2 separate regions of the Mustela erminea genome follow, and region 2 is linked to region 1. Evidence: chromatin contacts called from public Hi-C data. All regions are on one chromosome and are shown on one strand. The core of a region is the stretch at or near the end of the contact, and the rest is flanking DNA. Distances in the headings are between cores, read along the strand shown.

The links. Hi-C and Micro-C count contacts between places; a contact is called where the count stands out from the background.
Region 2: a contact with region 1 is called in a Hi-C map of skeletal muscle, with 7 times the contacts expected there. The contact joins the promoter of ATF7IP here to the enhancer-like site in region 1. A contact is called at or near these places in 3 of 3 Hi-C or Micro-C datasets (fibroblasts, skeletal muscle and spleen).

What each region holds. Positions count from the first base shown.
Region 1 is chr6:57,183,959-57,191,846 of mMusErm1.Pri, forward strand. No RefSeq gene overlaps it. Among named protein-coding and RNA genes, the nearest start is that of ATF7IP, 64 kb to the right of the region's middle. Within about 2 kb of position 5,128, the one cell type or tissue checked has open chromatin away from gene starts, as enhancers often do. A contact at or near this core is called in fibroblasts, where this site is marked.
Region 2 is chr6:57,246,676-57,254,563 of mMusErm1.Pri, forward strand. ATF7IP (activating transcription factor 7-interacting protein 1) reads left to right here and starts at 4,774. Exons shown (of 15, transcript XM_032347397.1): 1 at 4,774-4,945.

The DNA of each region.
Region 1 (7,888 bases), core at 3,878-6,377:
GCCTACTTCAATACCCAGCTCTAGCAACACTGCTGTTATCTTCCTCAAGATTGCCTCGCTCGCCTCTTCTGCCTTCTCAGCGACTTGTCAGAGATAATCATCTCCTGCACTGCGACACCCTACAGCTTGACCAATCTCTATTACAGCCTCAAGAACAATGAGTTATGATTTTAGATCTCTTTCTGTCTCTCTTTGTAGACTATGAATTCCTAGAAAGGAACTGTGACTTCTCGGCAAGGACTCAGGCAAGTTGACCAGTCTATTTGCCTAGTTTTCAGGTTGTGTGTGATGATGGTAGTATCTAGCATACGCCAAAACACAAAACAACACAAGAAACTCTAGCACATTGGAGAAACTCAATAAATTTTTTTTAAAGTATTATTAAAATCAGGAACTTCTACTATCTGAACCTAACCTATATTTTCAAATTTTCTTCTCACTATTACTCATCATCCATCAAGTAGTCCAGCTGGGAGCTCCCTTTATGGTTCTCTTTACTTCAAGGTCCAATTCAAAGAAAACTGCTAAGGAGAAGGATGAGAAAGAGAAAAAGGAGAAGGAGGATAGTAAGAAGGAGGAGGAGAAGAGGAAGGAGAAGGAGAATGAGGAGAAGAAGAAAAAAGAAGAAGAAGAAGAAGAAGAAGAAGAAATATATCAATTTCCTCTTCCGTGATAACAAAGGCATAAATTTCCTTTGAAATGTATATTCTCTGTACTTACAGCATAACACTACATATTGTGACCATTTAAAACAGTGCCATTCAAAGACTGTAAAGACATGTTGCACTTTTGCAACTACAGACACATATGGGATACTTAGAAATTTTATTTTAAGCTGAACAAAATAAACCAAAACACTGCAGTCTCCTGAGCCTTATCACAGCACTTCTTCATGGCCAACCCAAAACTCCCTGTGCAAAAGCAACAGGAAAGATAGTATTTCACAGAAAGGTGAGAAAATTATGGCCACCACAGGTTAACTAAATCATGGAAAGGCTGGTATTGAGATCATCGTGCAACGAAGACAGGAATTTACGGTTTTCTCTACTGTTCTCATCCAGAAGGGGGTTAAAAAAAAAAAGACTAGGCAGATACTGACCACCTACCTTACTACTCCTGTCTCTGTTCAGGGTTGACTGTTTATTAGTGTGGGCAACAGCAGGTCTCTGAGCCTCATAATCCAGGGAAGGGGAAGAGAGAGCTGGAGGCAGAAAAAAGTAGGAAGTGTATCAAGAAGGAAAAGAGTGAGGGAGAACAGAGGACTGCTAATTTTCCCCTCTCCTGGCTTTGCCAGTGGCAAAATCTAGCTCCCTCCCTCTATGCTCTCTGGCAAAGAAGCAGCATATTCCGGCACATTCCATCTCCTTAAGCTAGTGCAGCCTGTGTTCTTTAATTGCAGAAAACAAGGTGGGGGTGGGAGAGAGAGATTCGTAAAAGGATTTTTTTTTTTCCTTTCTTTTCAGAAATGGCAAGAGGAAGGAAATAGAACACATTAATATGGAGAACCATTATTCTCTCACGGATGAGTCAGGAGAGCCAAGATCTAGTCCCAGTCAGCCACACAGTACAAATACTTCAAGCCCTTTGGGCTTCCATTTCCTTATCTGAAAAAGCAGGGCACTGTGTTGGTTCTAAATTTCTACGGTTTTGTACTAAAATACTTTGAGGAAATAATGGATTGTTTTCATGGAAATAGGGAAGGAGGTAGAAAACTAATATTTATTTAACACTCACTTGGGCCAGGTAAATGGGACTAGAGTTTTAAAAGCATAGCTTTGGAACCCAAACAGCCTGGATTTGTGTATGTGTTCTGCCACCTACTACTGTGTTACCTAGGGCAAGCTCCCTAACCTCTCTGTGCCTCCCTGTCCTCAACAGTTAAATAGGTAAATGGTACCTCCCCAAAGGGTAGCTGGGATTATACATGTGTGTGCCTGTGCCTGTGCATGTGTGTGCGTGTGTGTGTGTGTGTATGGATTCGTTATATAAATATATACACACAGTAGAGGTGTTGTGGCATATATATACAAGAGTAGTTAGAATAAAGAGTTGCTCTATAAATGCTATTGTAATAATGATTATTACAACTCTGTAAAGTGGGCATGCCCCTTGTATAGATGAAAAGCAAAATGGATGGGAAAACCAAAACTTCAGAGCATTCAGCTTTTCTGACCTCCATGTTTATTCTCTTAACTATCACCCTATACCAGTTGGAAGCAGCTACGGAAATTCTACCAGGTATACAACCACCAGTCAGTCAAAACCACCCAACGGATACAGGATAAAGCCACGTGTCACAAAAGTCCTGTTCTGAAAGCTGTGCTATCAGCTTTCAGAACAGGGTAATGATGGACAATTCGTAAAGAAACGCCCCAAAGAAATTCCTGTAGGAAATACTCTGACAGTCCCCAGAGAGAAAAACTGGCCACTTGGAATCCCAAGGAATTTGAATCTCCACATGGATAAGCTTCTCTCTTCCTCTCCTGGCTTTGCCAGTGGCAAAATCGAGCTCACTCCCCGGACAGAAGGAGGAGATTCTTTTGAAGAAAAAAACTAGTAGGCCCTTTCCTCCTGGTGGGAGGGGACGGGAACAGCATGTGGAAAACTCCAGATTCAGAAATCAAAACCCAGGGAAGCCCCACCCCATAGTAAAATCAAGTACTACAGGTGAGAAAACACAGACGATCAGAATTTGGATTAGTCAGTTTCTTTTGGGGGAGGTGGGGGAATAAAACCAAGGAATTGTAAAGATTCCATTCCACTCAGTAGCTCTCACATTTCGAGAAGAGGAACTGTAAAATAAATCCATAGTTCCTGATAGTCCGCAAAAGAAAAAGAACACAGGCCAAGGCTCGAAAAAGCTACGAGGTATAAAAGACTTTTAAAGCCCTGGACTGAGGCTAGAGATACAGTATTTGAATTAACTTATCAGTTCGACAACTATTTATTCCTCGTTACTTTTTTGCCAGGTACTATTCCCAAAGCTGGTTATACTGTTCTGTTCAGACAGACAGACACGGCCCTAAGGGACTTAGAAAACAGTGAGGGAAGAACAAGAAAACAAATATAAATTAAGTTAGGCAGGGCTACAACAGAAAAATCTGTAACAAAAAAAGATACATGAGAGGGGCACCTGGGTGGCTCAGTGGGTTAAGCCGCTGCCTTCGGCTCAGGTCATGATCTCAGGGTCCTGGGATCGAGTCCCGCATCAGGCTCTCTGCTCAGCAGGGAGTCTGCTTCCTCCTCTCTCTCTGCCTGCCTCTCTGCCTACTTGTGATCTCTCTCTGTCAAATAAATAAATAAAATCTTTAAAAAAAAAAAAAAAAGATACGTGAGAAGATAACTGGTCATAGTGAATCTACTATTGACTAAGTGTTCAGGAAGGCTTCTCTGAGGAAGTGACTAGGAGGCAAGGCCTATGCTAAGTAGGAAGCGCTTCAGGAGGGAGAAACACTTCAAACCCAAGAAACTAAAGGTGTGAAAATCCCAAACAAAAGTTAATCTAACAATGAGAGGGCCAATGTGGATTACTTGGACTCCAATAGAGTATAACACTGCAGGTCTCCCCACAATAATTGTGACTTGTAAATCTCCTAAGAGCACATTCAGATGCTGGTTTCACCTCTTTTACAGACATTTCAAAGGTTACCTTGGCCACAACCTAAGTCGTCTTTCTCAGGGGAATGAGTCACAAGACAAAGCCAGCCCTTCCCCTCCCGCCTGTAAAAATAGCTTTTCCAGAGCTACTGTTAGAATTGGCTTTTTTCCAGCACTTTATGCTCTATTGAAACGAAACACTTAAATGAGCAACTTACTCAGATTTGTGCTCTAGGAGAAATGACAGTATGTTTGGTTCTGCGGGGGGACTCCAGCGTGAATTTTAAATGGCTACTTTAGAATTAATACCTGTGACACCATGGAAGTGAGACATCTGTGGTCCTAGTTGGGTAAAATAGCCCTACGCCATGCACATGAGTAAGACAAACTGCCCACGAAGCAAGGGACTGGGAGTACGATTCTCAGCACAGCAGCCCGGGCTTTGTGCTTCGACATAAAATTGAGACAGGCTCAAAGGCCTTCCGACATCTTGACATGTTGCTTGATTTGGCCACCAGGGGGAGACCCGGGAGTCGTCAAGCGTCAAACAGAACCACACCCAGATTATGGGTACTTATTATCTGTTTCTCCTCTGACTTCAAAAGGAGCAAAAGGAAAATGAAAAATTCTTAAGAAACACTGAACTTTAAAAAAAAAAAAAAAACGAGCTAACATTCACGTGACACGATGTTAACCATTTTAAAGTGTACAGTTTGGTGGCATTTCGTCCATCCACGATATAGGGCAACCATCCTCTCTTTCTGGTTCTGAAACCTAAGAAATGCTTAAATTTCATAGAAAGAGAAATTGTATACAAATGCCCAGCCCTGTTCTAGCCTTATTCTGCCACACCCCCCGGTTTTGCCTCCACCTGCATCATGTTAAGGAATGGTTCCCCCCGGCGCATTCTCCGAACAGGTTTCTTCACTAAAGTCACAGAATCTGGTCCCGGGTTAAAATCACACGTTCAAAAACCAAAAACACCTCCATTCTTCACTTCTTTCTCTGGGAATCTCGCAGTTGCAACAGAAAGCCGGTATGGGCGACTGTTTAAAAATTCTATAGATAATGTTTTGTCATTTCTCAGCAAAGATAGGATTTAAATTAAATATAGCTACAAAACGGAAAATAAGAAGGTACTGCACCAACACCTTTCAGCATTTGGTGTAGAATTTAAAGTTATTTCCATCCAGAATGAGAATTTTCAATCTTTCTAGGTTAGAATGAGAGCCAAGATTTAAGGGCACCATGTCAGTTGGTTAGATAACAAATTTGAGAAAAGCGGAACTAAATAGTTAATGTAATAGAAGCTGAAGGTTTGCAACCTAAATCCACTATTTTATTAAAGAATTTAATCTACTTCATGGGGCCCTGGCCCAGGGAAGGGTAAAAAAATGCCAACCAAACTGGAGAGGCAGGGGGAGGGGAACTGCTGTTGGTGACTCTGGGAAAACAGGAGGGAGGGAAACCGAAGAGCGAATGAGGCCGGATCCGCCCTAACAAAGAGGCAGAAACTGTGTCTCAACAGCCACCAAATCCAGTTCAGGGCGGTTTGAGCCAGTTTCTGAGCTGGATTGAGAACAACAGCCTCGGCTGAGACTTGACTAGGGTGAAATAGAAAATACAGAATGGACTTCGCAGAAAGAAGTGGATTTGGCCTGGACTCGCAGGAGCCTAAAGCTGTTTCCTGGAGTAGCAAAGTCAGATAAAATATAAGGCCTGGAGTCGGAACAGGGGCCTGTTACGGGAGGAAAAATTACAGAACACTGCCTCTGTGCCATGATCCAGCCCGCATTTTCCCTCCTACTGCCCCTAATTGTGGCTGGTGAGGGAAAAGGGCCTCAGGGTATCAGTTTTCAGAGAAAGCGGGCTGCAGTGTTGGGGGAGGGGAGGATTTTGTGTCTTGGGTAGTTAAGTGTTTGCTAGGAGTTGGGGGGGAAAAAATGTGTGAGAGGGTCTAAAGCAGAGGGAACAACACTTCACACCCTGCAGTTCACACCACCTCTCCGCACCTTTGCTGCATTATTGCACAACCACAAAGTACACCGCCCATCGGTGTTGTGGGAGCACCTTACATACAACTGGCACTTACACGTGACCTGACCAGGCTTCTTCAGCCCTGTGCATTAATGACAACGAACATACTCCACACTGTCAATGTGCTCTTTTCGTTCGTGTCCCAAAATACAAACAAGCTGTACATACCCTCTCAAACAATAGACAGACGCAGCAGTATTAGGTAACAGTGGAATGATAATCCTGTCCTCGCCTCTCCTCCCTCAGGTGCCAGAAGCTCCGGTCCCACCCCTGAAGTGCCCCCCTGAGAGGCGCAGTCCGCTGCCTTTGAGGGTATGCACATCCTGCGGCCAGGTTTGGCTCAGAACCTTCCCCCGCCACTTAAGTCTCCTGACTCCCCCCCCCACCCCCAAACTCCGAAGGCTGCCTTGGAATTCTAGACAAAGTCTGGGCCTGCCTTGGAAGGGACAGGGGAGCGCAGGAAATTTTGGAGGTGGAAGGTGCTAAATTCACTCTCCCTTGAGTGTCCAGAGATTAAGAATCTTCCTGCCGCGCCAGTTTTAAGTGCCTGGGGACCCCAGGGCTTCTGTGACTTGGAAGGCAGCCCCGGTGTATGTAGGAGGCTCATGGGGGGGACCCCTATGGAGTTTAGAGATTTCAAATACGCCCAATGGCAACCAGATCTGTAGGTTTTAGAAATTTCTTAAGAGATTGGGGGCGGGGTGAGGGAGAAGATCAAGCTGAAAGATGTCACAATCCTACTGTAGAGATACAATAGGAACACACACACTTTGCTTTACTTGAGTGCAACAACCTACCAGAAATCGAACTTGTTACTAGCATGTTCTATTTGACGCTTAATACACAAATAACTTGTGCTGCTCTCACACGTTCATTTAATTAACTTTTAGACCTGGGTTGCTGTACATTCTGCTAGAAGGTGTTTTTTGTTGTTGTTGTTGTTTTGTTGTCGTTTGAGGGGTTTTTGTCTTTTAGTAGGGGACGGTGTTTCTCCCCACATGAACATGAAGGAGGCTACAGAAGAGAGAATAGTAAAAATCACTATAATACGGAGAGCTTGCTATAAGCCTGACATAATACCAAATGTTTCGCATATTAAGTTATCTCATTCAACCCCCACCACGTATTTCTGACTTAGATATTATCATCCCCATCTCAGAGATGAGGACAGTGAAGCTTGCGAGGGTAGGTCTTTTATCGATTGAAGTGGCAGGCCAGGATTCTGGCTCTAGAGTCCGTGTCAAAATGCAAACTCACCCGCTAGTGATTATATAAACCTTTTCCTAGACCCTACTATGCATCGACCTACTTTGGGCTGGGGAGGAAGATGATCGTAGTGACAGGAGGAGAATTGGTTCAGCGATGAGATCAAGGTTCCTGCCTTCAACGAGCTTTCAATCTAATAGCTGTTTTTTTCAAGGACAATTCAGGACTGCCTGACAAGGGATTATTATTTTTTTTTTTTTTCTCCCTCTGGGCCTCAGAGACCATCTGGGGAAAATAGTTTGGAATTTCCCTACCATTTCCGTGCTGTGGGGAGGAATATCTGAAGTGAGGACAGCCCTAGTACCAGCAGCCAGCACAGGCAGGCGGGGTGGAAAGGGGCAGGGCGAGGCCGCTGGGGAGCCGTAGCTATGGCAACCCAGCTTGCTTTCCAGAACAATGTCTCTAACCAGGAAAACAGCTCCGGAGCGCTTTTCTCTTCATAATCCCCATGGCCAGTTCGGCCAGGGAATGCACAAAGGGGATTCTTTTTTTGTAGAGAAATGACTCTTTACAAGGCCAAGAACAAAAGAAAACATTTGTTGTATAGGGTCTGTCTTTTGTATTTAGCTGGAATAAAATCAACAAAGCGCAGTTACTTAGTTCCTCTTTACCATTCACAGGAAATGAACACAGCTTTGTTGTACAGCTTCCTATTTTTGGAAAACGTTTGTTTAATTTTTATTTTATCCCCATTTTACAGATGAGAGATTAGCAAGCATGAATGGACATGCTGTCTCTAAAACTATAATTGAAACACCTGGGCGTCCTTTCTGAAGGTTTTCTGAAGCTAGTCCTGCCTTTGGCTACAGATAATATGAAGAGGATTCATGTCCACGTGCTCAGGGGCCAAGGTGCTACCAGGGCTCCCTAGACTCAGACTCAGGTCCTCCCGCTTTCAGTTTCCAGCCACTCACCCCTCCCCCCGCAGCAGCACCCCGTAGCCTGGAGAAGGAGGGACAGGAAGGGGGGGTAGAAATGGTGGGGAAGA
Region 2 (7,888 bases), core at 3,524-6,023, 62 kb after region 1:
TATGTTTCATTTATATTACATCAATATCTACATGTATGGTATACAAATATATGATTAATATACATTATTTGATATTTCAAAAAGTTTTCCAGAAGCTAAGGACAAATTCTGAGAATATTGTAATACGTTCTGAGTATCTACAGAACCACAAACAGGAACCTGAGAAAAGCAAGAAAATGGAGGCTTGACATTACTGGCAAATGACTGCTAAGGAAAAAAATCTATTGACTCTGTACTAACAGAGACGAAGGATATGAAAAGTTAATTTTTAAAATTTATCTTGCATACTCTGAAGTTGTGTGAGTGTCTCAATCCACTGACCTCCACAGTATTCTGACAATTGGCTTTTATTTTGAGGTCACAGAGCAAAAAATATGGAGAAGCATTCCCCAGAGGCCTTTGGTAATATTAACAGAGATGTTTTAAGATCACAGTAGCCATTATGGTACTACTGAGTGTCAAATTCTGAGTGACAAAGGCATCCGTGTGTTCTTATAAATCTGTGTGTATGTTTATGATATATATGGCACATTATAATATGGGGACCAGAAAAGAGGCCTGTTTTGCTGAGTTATAATTATAGTACTGGTTCTATCCTTTTTATTGAGTGCCAGTTAAATATCTTCTAATAGAACCCATTTCATTCATTTAGATCACCTATGTACCTTGGAAAATGGTTTAGATACCTCTTCCCTTCTCTGGTGACTTCCTCTATTAGTTTTCTATTGCCATGTAACAAATTATGACAAATTTAGTAACTTAAGAAATATGCATCTATTATCTTGGTTAAAGAAATATGCATCTATTATCTTGGTTTCTGTGGGTCAGGATTTTTGATATGATTTAGATGGATCTTCTTCTCACAGAATCCCAAGGGTACAATCAAGGTACTATTTGTGCTGTATTTTCATTTGAATGTTTAGCTAGTAAAGAACCTACTTCCAAGCTCATTTGGTTTATTTATAGAATTTATTTCTTTATGGCTATATGATTGAGGGTCCTGGCTTTTCCCTGCCTGTTGGCTGAAGGCTACTTTCAGGCTACCCACAGATTCTGCAGGTCAGTTTAGTAAATTTCTATGTTGGTTTCTTCAACATAGTTGCTTACTGTGTCAAGCCAGCAAGGAGAAAGTCTCTCCTCAGGGAAGGTCCAGCTCCTTTCCAAAGGGATTTTTTCAGGGATGCCTGGGTGTCTCAGTTGGTTAAGTGTTTGCCTTTGGGTCAGGTCACGATCCTAGGGTCCTGGGATTGAGTCCCACATCGGGTTCCTTGTTCAGTGGACAGCCTGCTTCTCTCTCTGCTTATGCTCTGTCTCAAAAAAAAAAAAAAAAAAAAAAAAAATCTTTAAATAAAAACAAAAAACAAAAACAAAGGGCTTTTTCCAGATTAAGGCAGATCTCTCCAAGGTAATATCCCTTTTGGTTGGTTAACTTGAAATCAATTTATTTGAATCATTAATTACAACTGCAGAATTTATTTACTTTTGCCATACTCTATTGCCTAGAAGTAAGCCATGGATTCTGCCCATACTTAAGGGGAGAGGATTATACATGATATAAACATAAAGAAATAGAGATCATCCTGGAATCCAGTGTTCCACATTTCCTATTCCCAGAATTGCTTCTTGAGTTTTCCCAGGCTTGTCTACTTAATACTTCAATAAAATTCTCTGGAAATTGGAGGACAATAATAAAAATTATCAGGTTAATTCATATTTCTTCTTAATGATAGTATACAGATATATAGTACAGATGTACAGATAGTGTACAGGATGTACAGATAGAAACTGCTCAAGCTGAGCTATGTCTGCACTTTTACCATTCTGACAAGTACTATTATTACTTCTACTACTACCACCACTAGGATGATTACTATTAGCTGACCACTTATTGAGATATTACTATATATTCAGTATTATTTGAAATGTTTTACCAGAATTTAATCTTCATAAAAACCTCAGCAGACAGGGGCTATTTTTTATCATCTCCATTTCATATTTCAGGAACCATTTGTATAGAGCAGTTTAGAATGTGCTGCAGTAAAGTAGCAGCAACAGGATTCTAATTTAGGTAGTAAACTTTCAAAGCCCATTTTTGCAATCACTACATTAGGTGGTCTCATTTTGTAGTATTAGAAACTTCAGTTTTCCTCATTAGCTGTTCCTTTTTCAAGTTTATGCTATTTGTTCAACTGCTGCTCAATAGCTACAACTGAAATTCATTTATGTTTATTATTTTAGGTTTTTGGTTTTTTATTATTTTTTTGTGAGAAGTTCTGTGATTTTGCTTTACTACAGCATTTTTCCCCTAGAATATTCAGTCTGTTTGTATAAATAAGGCCAAAAAGGTGGATAAAATATTGAAATCCTTCAGTACTGATTGGTAAGTAGATGCCCCACCTGTGAATACTCCTCCTACCATCCAGTCTGCCTAGGTCCCCAGCTGAAGAAGCATTGGACCTCTTCACAATCCTACAACTAAGGGATTAATATCTGATGAAGTAGACAGTTTTTGAGTCTGTTTCTGATTGACCAATGCCTAGTGCCATAGAGAATGAGAAATATTTTGAATTTCTGTTTTACCTAACTTGAATTCTTTTTATATTATTCTGACAGCCACATGAAACTCTTCATTATGAGTCAGGTCAAGCATCACACTTATTACAAGAAACAGGTAAGGAATTTTCCTATATTCTATGAGCAAGATTTAGGTCCTCTTATTCTGTATTTCTTTTATATTTAGCATATATCTTCATGATAGTAATGCTTTTTAAAAAGATTTTATTTATTTGAGAAAGAGAGCAGAGTGAAAGAGAGAGCTCATGAGTTTGGGGGGCCTGGGGGTGGGGAAGGGGAGAGGCAGAGGGAGGGAAAGAGAGGAAGAAGTAGAGTCTCTGCTGAGCAGGGAGCCCAATGTGGGGCTCAATCCCAGGATCCTGGGATCATGACCTGAGCTGAAGGCAGATGCTTCAACCACCTGAGCCAGCCAGGCGTCGGGATAGTAATGATTTAATAATATTTATCAGTATATATGTTTTTTATCTCCATTAGAGGGAGTGCCATTTCCTCTGGGCATCTTTAGTGCCTAGAATAGTATGTGAGTACATAATAAATACTGTAATTGTTGAATGAAGCTATGATTGCTTAGATCAACTAGCAGTTAGAATGGCTGAAGAAACTATAAATGTGTAGTTGAGTATATTGTGGGAGATTCAAATACAATAAAACTGTCTAGTTAGAGTCTTAGGGAGGCAGGTCTAGAAGATGAGCATATCTATGAAAAATGACCAGTTGGTGAGTTAATGCTGAATTATTTTTCCCTTTGCCATTGAGAGTGAACTATTATAAACACGATTCTTTTTTATTTATAGAAAACATACAAAGTGAAATCTGATGTGCTCTATTATTCCAATCCCATTTGTCTTATTATAGAATGAAGCTTTTGATATTGATATTAATATTTACAAATTGTTGAGTATTTTATAACTGAGCACCTATGTACTAAATAAATTATAATACATCGTTATAATTGAGACTGTATAATTTTTTTGAACAATCACGTACTATGTTCTGTGTAAAGTACTTTACAAAGCTTAGCAATAAAACAATGCAAATCTGTGTTATTTCCTGATTTATTTACCTTTCAAGTGATCCTTCATTATTCTACAATAAAGTTCACCTTTTAGGCAAATAATCTTTTAAATTGGGTTTCATTTTAGAGTTCACCTTTTCTAGGAAGGCATTACTGATTCTCCAACTCTGGATTAGGCGATTCTCCTAAAGCCACTCAGGATTTCAACTACGTTGAAAGACCAGACTTATAAAAATAAGTATCAAGCGTCCTCCACTAATTTCTTATTGCTTACAATGTCCTGTTTACTTTTGTTTCCTCTAGTATAGATTTCTTGAGGACAGGCACCTAATATAGTTCTAGAACACTGATTGCTAAATAAAAACGGAATGAATAGATTAAGGGGAAAATTGTATTAAAAAACAAGATAACCAAACCTTACGAACTATTTGTCAGGCTCTTCTTGCTTTGCAAAAGAACTTTACATTTATCCTGTCATTGACCTCTCTTAACCGATTTGAAGCACAGTCGCTATCACCATTTCAGAGATGAGAAAACTGTGTTAACACACGTGTTCCAAGAAACAGGCAAGAAGACAGGAGTACTTGGATGTGAGCCCAGCTCTCCCAACAAACTGAGTAGCATCTTCTCTACTGCATCTCACGGCCTTCATTAAAGATTGGCTCCCAATATAAAATTGCATATAAGGATACAACTTCCGGTAGAAGGGTATGATTGGAAGTGCTAGCTCTGGCACAAAACTGAAAGAAAATACGTGTCTTCGCCATTCTCTCATTACTTACAGTTTAAAGTATACTTTGTGAATTTTTAATATAAATAATGAACAAATATACTTCAGCCTTTTCCGAAAATCTTTCTCTCCGCTCTTTAACTCTCACGTACCTATTTCCTTCCTTCTTTCCTAAGGCTCATAGAGGGCGCTAACAAAGTGCTACTCACTGGTTGAGCGAAGCTCCACTCAAAACACAACTCACACTGCAACTGAAAGGCGCAGCGCCACCACCTCAGACTTCCTTCTCTTTTCCAAGGCAGGAGGCGTGGCCAATTTTCCTCATTCAAATAAAAAACCAGGAGATTTGCATGGGGAAAGGCTGATCCGTGAGCCTATTGGCTGTTAATACCACGGGCGTGGCCAATATTACGCCCATGTAGCCCCGCCTACATTAATTTGCATAACGGCCCCGGCGCGTGCAGGGGAGAAGCGGGTTTGTTTTTGAATCTGCGGAGGCGGCGGCGGCAGCGGCGGCGCGGCGACTGAAGCGCGCGATACTGAAGCGGCCGCGTTGAGGACGGTTGCGCGGAACGGCTCTGTAGGAAGGAACTTGGTTCCCCCTCCCTCATCTCCCGCCCCGAAAGGTATATATGACTCCTAGGGGCTGTTATAACCACATTTTCTTAAATTACTATTGTATTTATGAAGAGTCAAGACCGCATTATGGCGGCTGCGGGAGTTGTGTGTGCGCCTGCGCGGTTGCGGAGCTGCGGGCGGGCGCTGCATGGGAGCACGTGATCTTGCGGGGTCGGGCTCTAGCTGCAGTTGTGCAGCTGGCGGGGCGGTGGCTGCGCAAGCGCAATATTCATTTTCAAGATCTAATGTTCTTGTTGGACGCCATTTGGGTTCTAGATTTAATTTTCCTCATTCTTGAGGAGTTTCATTTTGTTATCCTCAAATTTCCACATTTTTTAAGGAAAACGTTTCTCTTGTGTTTTACTCTTATATCGGGCTCAAACTCTTTTTTATATTTTTCCGATTCTCTGAGAAGCTGTGAACTTAATTATCCGTAAAAATGATTGTCACTTGTGGTTCTCGATTATAATCTCACTTTTGGGGTATTGCTGGGTTCAAGTGTATATTTAGGGAGATAAAGATCAGCACCTAGTGGTGGTCCCAGGGGAAGTACATTTAATTGAACTGCATATCTGCAAATACATTTTTAACCCTAATTTTACCAGTTCTGTTATCAGGGAATGTTTACAAAATAGAAGCAGTTTTGAGTTTTGGAAATATGAGGGGGAAAGAGCATTGGAAAAATCAAATCTCAGTCTAAGTTAATGAAGTCCTAATTATCAGTTTGTGTGCTTCTGATCCTACTTGAATCTGAGTTTTAGATTTCTTTCAGTCTCTGATCTCTTGTCCATAACTGCTTCAGTTTGGTCATTTTTATTACTCTGACTTTTAAAATTAAAGTCTTTTTTTTTTTAAGCATTTTATTATATGTGAAATATAACTTGGCAAATTTTTTTACAAAGAATTCTTATGAGAATTAACTACACTGAGGCCCTTATGAGGAATAAAGTTAACCATCAATGAAAAAAAATTAGTTGAGTCTTTAAAAAAACTGCACCATATACATGTGTATGAGATATAGTCGTGTTTGAATTCTTAGTGTTCTTAGTTTTCGTTTCTTAAAGAAGGTGGTTGTAAGTATGCTACTGATTATTTTAGTTTACAGTGGTTGTGTCACTATATTTAAATCTTATATAACACCCCTGGGATAAGTGTTATACAATTTGATATAATTCTGTTACTGCGCAGATTATTTCTTAGTGGACTCAAAACTTGTAACTGGTTTTCATAAATGTCACCTGTGGTTTGTGTGTACAATAATTGGTTTCTGGGTTGGTTATATTAACACTAAGTTTAAATCAGTTATCTGTCAAATGAAGAAGTGACTAGTACTTTATAATGGTTGGTTAGGGATGTTTTTCTTGCCCAAAGCAAGTTCTGTTAGTATTAAGTAGATGTAATTGAAAGGAATAGTTTTGGTTGGTGGATTTTTAAAAAATGACATTACATACAAGATAGATTGGAGTGATAGGAAAGATAATTCTTTTTTCTCAACAGAAAATTAGCCATTCATATAATTCCTGGACCTCTGGACTCTTCTACACAGAAATTATATTTAGAGGGCAGTTGTGTAATCTTTTCCCTTTTTATACTTATGAGGTGGATTACCCAGCACACCCTTCCCCCACTTCCTGTGAGATTCTCTCAGAAGTTTAGAGTTAAAAATGTGTTGTATTTTCTATATTTGTGTGTTTGTATGTGTATTTATGTACACGTATATATTTAAGTTAAGAAAAGAACTTCGATCTTAGGACTTGATACGCTTTGCACTTCCAGAGTGAAGTGAAATGTGAAGTGAAGTAAAGTGGAATATTTTGGTTTGTATATTTAAACTTATGTTTTCATTTGAATATACAGATGGTTGCCTCTTAGGTTAATGCTGAAGATTATAAAAGGTACTTGAAAACACTGAGGAACATAATGTATAATATAAATATTTCTTAGGAAGATAATTTTGCTGTTTGTTAGAAAGGCAAGTATATTTCTGTAAACTTAAAACTAAGACCAATGAATTGTCTGAATGTTCACTCTATGTTTGCTGTTCTTTCAATAACAAGCATGTTTTGAAATTTTTGTTTCATAGTTAAAATACCACAAAATTTTGTCATATATGTAATGTAAATAATATTAGGACTAGATTATTTAAGGAATGAATACTAACTTACTGGGGTCATTTAAAACTTTTTTAGTTTTGTAGGTTTTAAATATCACAAAATGTAGTTTAGACAAAAAGGTTTGATTAAGCCATAAACCATTAAAATACTTTTTTCTTTAAATTGTGATTTGAATATATGATATATATATTTAAATACTTTTTTTTTTTTTTTTTTACTTATAACACATTTGGAAAGTATTGAAAATTAGCAACATTTAGAAATAAACACTCTAAATGTTTTGGTGATTTTTGTTAGTTTTCCATGGTTGATCAGTCAGTCAATAAATAGGATTGTTCAATAAATATTGATAGTTAGTTTTTCGTTTGGACCATAAGTTCATTCCTGTTCTTTTAATTCAGTATTACATTGTGGATGTTTTCCCATTTCCTTATTCTTTTAAAAATACTTCACTTTTTTTTTTTTTAATATATAATAGTCTTTTAAAAATGTTTAATGGCTGCATAATAGTATGTCGTGAAAATATCCCAAATCATCAAATACTCTGCAAATGTTTTTAAGTGGTTACGGAATATTGTTATTTCTAATAGCAATGTACTGTGACTTATTAAACATTTCTTTTATTGGCCATTTGTTTGTTTACTTTTTCTTTGGTATAAATAATGCTGCAGTGAACATCCTTACACATGAGTCATGAACAGCATCTTATAGTATTTATTCAAAATTACTGCTTCAAAGGGTATTTAAACTAATACACACAATTAATAAAGCTTTGTTGTTTTGAAAAGCATTTCCCATACCACTATCAATTTGATGGCTGAAAAATAGTAGCTCATT